Regions from separate parts of the Gossypium arboreum genome. Here region 2 is linked to region 1. A link is a contact called in public Hi-C data. All regions are on one chromosome and are shown on one strand. The core of a region is the stretch at or near the end of the contact, and the rest is flanking DNA. Distances in the headings are between cores, read along the strand shown.

What was found. Hi-C and Micro-C count contacts between places; a contact is called where the count stands out from the background.
Region 2: a Hi-C map of leaf shows a contact between it and region 1, with 2.6 times the contacts expected there. The contact joins the promoter of LOC108461607 here to the promoter of LOC108462828 in region 1. A contact is called at or near these places in 2 of 5 Hi-C or Micro-C datasets (both in leaf).

The regions. Positions count from the first base shown.
Region 1 is chr13:10,051,205-10,055,573 of ASM2569848v2, forward strand. It overlaps LOC108462828 (pheophytinase, chloroplastic), which reads right to left and starts at 1,565. Exons shown (of 6, transcript XM_017762726.2): 1 at 1,063-1,565; 2 at 870-981; 3 at 683-776. The coding sequence starts at 1,433.
Region 2 is chr13:10,470,390-10,474,832 of ASM2569848v2, forward strand. It overlaps LOC108461607 (probable protein arginine N-methyltransferase 6), which reads right to left and starts at 2,534. Exons shown (of 13, transcript XM_053024464.1): 1 at 2,084-2,534; 2 at 1,509-1,574; 3 at 1,136-1,204; 4 at 678-713; 5 at 313-381. The coding sequence starts at 2,341. It overlaps LOC108463619, which reads right to left. Exons shown (of 10, transcript XM_053023892.1): 6 at 4,361-4,443; 7 at 3,905-4,045; 8 at 3,742-3,834; 9 at 3,624-3,649; 10 at 3,318-3,474. The coding sequence ends at 3,923.

The DNA.
Region 1 (4,369 bases), core at 315-2,814:
ATACAAAGATGCCACAGAAATTACCAAACTCTTCCTCACACCCAATAGACAAGCACTAAACTCGAGCCCAAAAACAAGCGCAGTTTTCTATGCTCCCTAGGTTTGAACACTTGGAATACACTTTACCCCATTAACCCAATATTTTACCAAATTCTTCCTCACACCCCTACAAAACTCATTTCCTATACAGAGACCCCATAGATATTACAAGAGATGATTCGGTTCCGGTTGCCTACATTGAGGGATGAGGGAAAAAAATTCCACTATAAACACAAGGATTACAACGGGTTCAAAACACGCAATACACAAATACTAATCCTGAGCCCCAAAACAAGCCCAGTTTTCTACGCTCTCTAGGTTTAAACACATGAAATACATTTTGCCCCATTAACCCAATATTTTACTAAACTCTTTCTCACAACCCTACAAAACTCATTTCCTATACAAATATGCCATAGAAATTACATCTATCTCATAATTCTGACCTAAGATCCTATTGCTTGATCATCAAGAAATCTTATTCTCTAAGATTTCTTACATGATATAAATATTTACGTATTAAATAAACTTAATTAGCAAGTAATCATTGATAACTAATTGCTAAGTAGAATTTGGTTCGGTATCTAGCAATATAATCATCAAAAAAAATTATATATGGATTTAAACTATGTGTTTTAACTACCTGAGGCAGCTATCACACAAGCAAGACTTCCCACAGAGTTTCCAATCAACACAGTAGGCTTCTGAACAACTTCATTCAAGAAATCTAGTATCAACTGTGAACAATAATATTGAGTTTAGAAGGATTAATTTTGATTAAAACAGTTAAACGCCATGTTTTTGTGAGCTTGGGGTGTAGTGAAATATACCTCAGCCCAAGCTTCCATGGAATATGAAAAACCTTGGGGCTTATCAGATGCACCAAAACCCAGAAGGTCAATAGCATAAACAGTGTAATCCTGAGCCAATGTGTCAATATTCCTACAACAATTGTTAACCCAGTTCAAATACTGCAATCATTTCAAAATAAATGAAAAGCAACGATATTTCCAGTTTGGGTACCTTCGCCAATGGGGAATGGAGGCACCAAATCCATGAACGAGAAGCAAAGGAGGGTTGGTAGAAGATGATGAGGAGACAAAGTAATTGATGGAGTACCGACCTTTCCATTGCCACTTACTGCATTTCTCCTTTATCTGACTCACCCCTAACACGCTGACACGAGACTCAGTGGATGGGTCAACATAGCAAGTGATGAAACTACGGTTACCAACACCATAGCCACGACCGAGAACGGGAAGCTTGTTATCGTAAAGGTGAGGGAAAGCAAGTCCTGGTTTCAGTCTGGGTTCTTTAGCCTTCGTCCGCGGCAGCGAATGCGGCGGTCGGAGAAAAGCCGCCGCCACAACATGAAGAACCGTGGCAGCCGCCATCTTTATTCCCACCACTCAACTGTTTGTTATTTTTGTTCCACTCAAATTTCATTCCTTTGCCATATGGGGGGAGTTGTGTGTGGTATTGGTTGCATTTGGACTTCGGATTGCTCCCACCTCTCACTATCTTCAACACTGTTTTAAATTTTACATAATTGATAAAAGCTAAAATATTTAGATTTTTTTTTCGAAAACAATTATTCTATTAAATTTTAGTAATTTGTAAAAAAAAAATTATGGACTTTTATACAATGAAAGCTTACATTAAATTACTTTTATTTTCTAAAATATATGTACATATTCATACATTAAACAAAAATAACCATATATATAAGAAGTTTAGTGCCCATTGAATTTTAATTTAATTAATATTAATATTGTTATATTGGTACGAATGTATTAAATTATTAAAATATTAATGAAAGAAAAATTATGAGATGACATAAAACTATGTTAATTTTACATGCCCTCCTTTATACCAAAATTTATTAAACTTTTCCATTCAATATTTTAATATACCAAAATTTCTAAACTTATACTAAAATTATTTGCAATTTATCAAAATTTCTAAAGCATTTCCTAAATGTCACAAACTCAACCCATTCAATATTTTTGTAAACCAAAATTTTAAGGGTTTTCTTTAGAATTTTCTACATACCTAATTTACAATTTTAAAGGTTTATGAAAATTTTAAAATTAAACCAAAATTTCTAAAAGTTTATCAAAATTCCTAAATATTTATCAAAATATCTAACGTTATACAAAAATTTTAAGATAATAAAAATTGTTAAAATTTTTCTTTTAAAATTTTAAACTTGATCCATTCATACCATAATTTTAAAGTTTATATCAAAACTCCTTACAATCTAAAAAAAAATCTATACCATACCAACATTTTAAGAGTTTACTAAAATTTCTAAAGTTATTTCTAAGAGTTCCAAACTCGACCCATTGAATATTTTAATACACCATAATTTCTAAAGTTATACCAAAATTTCTATGATTTTTCCTAAGAATTTTCTATATACCAAAACTTAATTGTACTTACCAAAAATTTTAAAGCTATATCATTTCTAATGGTTTTTAAAAAATTTAAGGCTTTACCAAAATTTCTTGTATAGAAAAGTTTTAAGGATTTAGGTTATAGTAACATTATCAAGGGTTTATCAAAATTTCTAAAGTTTTTCCTTACTTATCAAACTCGATTCATTCAACATTTTGGTGTACCAAAATTTATAAAGTTAACTTTTCATAGGATTTACCAAATTGTTTCCTCAACCCATGCACCAGTCTTGATATACTTAAACCTAAATTTCTAAATACTTATCAAAATATTTAAAGTTATAGCTAAATTTTTAAGGATGTATCAAAATTTTAAAGTTATATCAAAATTTCTTAAACTTTTACTTAGGGTCTCAGACTTGACCCATTTAACATTTTAATATACCAAAATTTTAAAATTATATCAAAATATCTAAATTTATTAAAATTTTTAAGGATATACTAAATGGTTTACCAAAATTTCTAAAAGTTTACTAGAATTTCTAAAGTTTTTCCTAAGGGTCTTAGATTCGATCCATTCAACATTTTAGTATATCAAAATTTCTAATTTATACTAAAATTTCAAAAGTTCACCAAAATTTCTATGCATTTTCCATAGAATTTCTTCTATGCCAAAATTTGATTTTTTTATAAAAATTTTCAAGGATTTACCAATTTTTTAAGATTTACTAATATCTTTAAGATTATACCAAAATTTCAAAAGCTTTTCCTTGAAACTTTTGTGTACCAAAATTTATAAGGTCACACCAAAATATCTAAAACTATACCAAAATTTTTAAGAATTTCCTAAAATTTTTAAGGTTATATAAAAATTTCTAAATTAGGGTCCTAACCTTGATCCATTCAACATTTTAGTATACCAAAATTTTAAATTTATACAAAAATTTCTTAGGACTTACCAAAATTTCTAAGAATAGCATTTCCATAGGATTTATCACAATTTTTCCTCAACCCACGCAGCTGTCTTTGTATAAGTTATACCAAATTTCTTAAGGCTTTACCAAATATTTTAAGGTATATTTTAAACTTTTCCTTAGAGTCAGATTTACCCATTCAACATTTGGGTATATCAAAATTGTTAACGTTATACGAAAATTTCTTGAAACTTGATCCATTCAACATTTGGTATATCATATTTTTAATATTATATCAAAATTTTTAAGAATTTACTGAAAATTTGAAAGATTTATCAAATTTTACAAGGGTTTGCCAAAATATTTTAGATTATGCCAAAATTTTAAAAAGTAAACTTTAAGAGTTTGTTTGGATAAAGAATCTTAAAATTTTGAGATTTTTAAAATACATTTTAAAATTCATCAATTCAAAATGTTAAGATTTGCAATTTTTTTTGTTTGGATAAATAATTTATTTAGAAAAGATTAGGTTAATGAAATTTTACAAATTAGAAAATAATTATATTAAAAACAAATAATATAAAAAATATTCAATTTGAATATCATTATATTTGTAAGCATTTATAAATAGTTTTAATAAAATAAAATTTAAAGTATATACTATAATTAAATAAAATAAATTTTGAAGTTTAAGTTTTCATCTTATAGCGAAATTATGTGTAATTAATCAAATAAAATTATGAAGAATTTTGAAAACCACCTTTTAGATGAAATTTAAAATGAATTTGAACAATTAAATTCTCTATTGAAATTTACTCATAAGTTTTGAAATTCTCTAATATATTTACTCAAAAAGTAAATTTATTTTTAGACATTTGAAAACCTGGATACAAATTAAATCTCTCTTATAAATTTCTCACCCAAACAAATCATAAAAAATTGACATTAAATTGGTAAAAGTTTTCCTAAGTTTTAAACTCGTTCTTCACATTTTTGGAGCCCTAATTAGCGTAACAATAA
Region 2 (4,443 bases), core at 1,284-3,783, 420 kb after region 1:
GAAGAATCATCTCTAATTCCACGATGTTGAAACCGATTGTGCGGACTTGTGGCTTTAAAGATAAAGAAGTTATTCTCAATGACTTTAAAAAAGTTGAAGAAAGAAAATCTAACCCTAAGTTGGCTTATCCCTCCAACAAAGTCCGAAGTTAAATTCAACTCCTCCATTCCCAACCATTTAAGGAAATACACGTCAATAAGTCTGAGAAGAAATAAAAAATGCTAATATATATAGGTGCTTATTCTTTTTTCTAATATTCTTGCAACCATTTAAGGAGCATAGATATCTACAAGCTTCAGAGGAAAAGCCTACCTCAACTCGCCCGTGCAATACAATGACCGTTTCAGCTAAATTATTTGCTTTCACCACTTCTTTGGCCTGCTTGCAAATAGCAAAGTTGAATACAAACCAAACAGTCAGTTCCATTTTAAACAAGGCAGCCAAAGAAAGGTCTAGAGAAGTAAAGAATATATATAATTCCACAATGTTGATAGATAACTAGCATACAGATTCTAATAGCAGTGTTAACCAGGTATCATAATCTCATTGTAGCAATTAACACAGTAAGAAAATGAAAATGGCAACGAGAGAAGGAAAATGAGCTAAATTAGCACTCTCAAAAGAGAAGGTAAAAATGCCTCAGCTACACGTAGTTAAGCGTTAATGCAACAAAGTACCTGCACTGCAATAGCACTGGCATCCACTGCATAAACCTGAAAATACAAAATTGCTTAAGATATTAGACAGTTGTATTTAGTTGAATCCATAAACATTACAAGAATATAACTTTGAGATAGCAAGAGAATTCCAAAAAATATATATACTAAAGAACAAAATTGCAGTTCTTTCTACATTTGCTCTTGGTCAATAGTTGAATTGAAGCCTCCTTGTCTTCTTTATGGTAAAATTATAAAGTTCACAACGAAAGAAAGATAGAAAAACCTAGAGGAAACCAAAAATAGAAAGTTCAACATAACTTCTAGCAATCCTCTGCACTTACTAAATAATGCGATATTCAGTAATTAGTTCAAAACAGTACACATGATGTGCAAAAAGTTGAGATTGAATCAACTCTCAAAAGCATAACTCTGCTATAAATATGTCAATCATGCGATAAGAACTTCAAAACATATACCCGTTTTGCACCAGCTTGAGCACAAAATATCGAAAGAATGCCTGTGCCACATCCAACATCAACTACAACCTACAAAAATAGTCAAAATAAATAATGAGGAAGAGGAATAAACCAGCTAAATATTATTTGGAGAGAACCCTTAAACCAACTTGGCTGTTTGAGAGCCGCATGCTTTGTATCTATGTTTCTATTAGACATAAATGCATGTCACCCAGAGATGAGATTATAATATCAGTACAGCATAATATCGTGATTAGGTGAAACAGGAATCTTACACAAAATCAAACCAAATATGGTAAAACCAGGTATCATTTGGTTTCAAGAAAGAAGAGAGATTACATATAGTTTTATAACAAGGACAAAATGGCATTACCTTCCCCTGAATAAAACTCTGGTGTTGCATGACTGCATCCCGGTAAGCTTCAGTTCGAACATGATCCTGTATGCTTTTAGAGATAAGGTATGATCAGTGGATTATCATGAATTTCTATTATCATCATTATTTTTTTAAAAAGAAAAATTCTTTAAACATCGAACTATAATTTAAAGAACTCGCCATTGGAACGAGCACAAGTAAAGAAGTGCTAAAACTTTTGATTACAAATGCAAGATTCAACCTTGCTTAAACGAGGTAGCAAAAAATTCATAGATAGTTCATAAATAGTAAAAAGCAACATTTTTTGTAAACAAAGAACGTGAGGACATTGCTAAAACAACTCAAATTTAAATTCCCAATGTTAAGCTCTCATTCCAAGACACGATCTTGGCAATAACCCATTTCCCCTAGTAAATGCAAGCACTAAAATGCTTCCAAAAGACTAAACTCATAAAGCTAGAAGTGGAAGAAATTCCACACAATCCATCAAGAGGCATTAATACCAAAAACAAAATGAACTCAGTTAAGAACAATTACGTAGAAGAGAAAGAACAAGAAAGAAAGAAAAAGACCTTGATCATTTCTTCGTGGATACCAATGTGGGCGTAAGCCTCAAAGTAGGCCACGTCGAAGTCCGTACAAGCGGGAGGAGGTGATTTCAGGTCTTGCTGATCGTCGCTGGCGTCCTTCTTCTGAGGGTGCTGGGATTCAGAAGCCCTAAACACTTCACGTGACCTACGACCTCCCTTCCTCCCACGACCTCCCCCTCGCCTCCCTCCCGAGGTCTGCTGCTGGCGAGGGACATTGCCAACTCCTGTGCTCCCAGACATGTTTTGCTAGTCGCCGGAGAGTAGCAATTGACGGGCAATGTGAGGAGGGAGAAAACCACAACGTTTTTCCTTGTCAAGAACCCAAAGAGGGAAAGCTGGTTTGCGTTACTGTTTGTTAAATGAAAACCGAATGGCGGTTAAGGTTTTGGGGTTTTGCGGTGCGTTTACAACAGCTTATAATCCGATATATAAGGGCAAGGGTTGAGGGGTTCATGGCTACCCGCCCGGTCAGCCCAACTGGTGGACCTTAGCCTTATATTTCTCAAACCGAATTGGTTTCATCCGTCGATTTTATTGTTTAAAAATAATGGAAAATATAGAAATAGCTGATATTAATATTTATATTTATAATTAAATTTAAATAAAAATATTTTATTATCTTTATAGTGAAACAAATCATTTAGACATGTTTGAATTAGTTCAGCTTTAGTTTAGATTTTTAGAATTAAATCTCAATCCAATTCAACTCATAAATAAATCTTAGATAAAAATTTTAACTTTTATATACTTGAATTATTAATTTATATACATAGTCTCTCTACTATATCTCATTTATGACTTTAATCTTTTAAATTGTATTATAGTTCAGCTCAACTTATAAACACCTATAGGGGAAGGGTTTCAACCTTTTGTGTAATTTGAATTATTAATTTATATACATAATCCCTCTACTATATCTATAATTTATGACTTTGATATTTTAAATAGTCCCCCTAGTTGAATGATTTATTAAGTCAATCTGGACTGTGTCTATTTAAATTTTAAAATTTTTGAGTCATTTCAACTTGAGTATAATCGTTTGGAGCTATTTTCAAATTAAGTCATTATGAATTTGGATATTTCAAGTTTTTTTCGAATTTGAATGAATTCAAATTCAAGTTGGTTTTTAATCAATAATTTTACACCTTTGAAAACCATTTTTTTTAGTGCAACAAAAAACCATTTGATTATAATGTGGTGGTGGATTGGTAAAATCTTCTTGACAACCAGAACAATAATAAATTATGAAATACATGAGTTGTTTTCATGTGGTTGAATAAACAAATAAATGGAATGAAATTATTTTACAACTTTGAATCTGCACATTTTGAGTTTCCATACCAGATGGCAACTATGTTGCTTTTATATGGACCCTGCATTTTGACATACACATATGTCAAATGGATCATCAAAATTTTAGACTTGAAAAAACTTTAATGCATTAAAACATCAGTCTACTGTAATTAACAAATGTATGCCAGAAAGATGAAATTTCAAGGACCAGCTTCAATGGTGAAACCACCTTTCGAACAAGCTAAGGCCCTTAACCTGCAATGAGGAAATAGTAATCTGAAGTAGCAGATGGATAGAATAAAAACTCGAAAATGGTCAGCATTGAATGATGGAGTACAAGAACTCACCACGGGTATCGGTAAGAAAGTTTATGAAGCATAAACAATTGCTAGAAAAGAATTTGAATTCTATTGCTGCCTTTTGTGTCCTGCAACATTATACTGAAAGCAGCTCGGTTTACGCAAAAAAATATGAAATAGATGCAAGCAACTTAGAGATGGCTCCTCTTACCACTCATGAAATTAGCAATTAGCGGAACTCGTCATGGTATTCATAGTCATCTTCACTATCATTGAAGATGGCAGTATAAAATACATACGGGTTGTCAATCATCTCAACTAAGCTTAAGCGACCGTCTTTATTCAAATCTGCCTGTAATTAAATTAACAAAAATGTTCAATAACAGAGCTTTCTTTTTTTTGTTCGGTACAAATAAACTTCATTCCTCCAAAAGGAGGGGTAGCAACCTCTATGTCAAGCCTTGGTTGAGAAGGAAGTGAAACTCAAATTTTTCATTCCATTGTCAAAACCTTTGCAGCAACTATGACTCACAAGAAAATTATTCCTTATACAGGAACATTTAATCTAAAACAAACGAACATCGTATTTGCTGAATAAAATGGAACACTAGAGAACTCATGCATACGTACATGCCTAGCAATGTTCAACTATCTGGTGTGTAAATACCTGCGATATGATGTAATCTGCTTGTTGTTTAGCATAGTACCACTCTGATGGATGAAGTTTCCCAATTATTGGTACTAACTCTT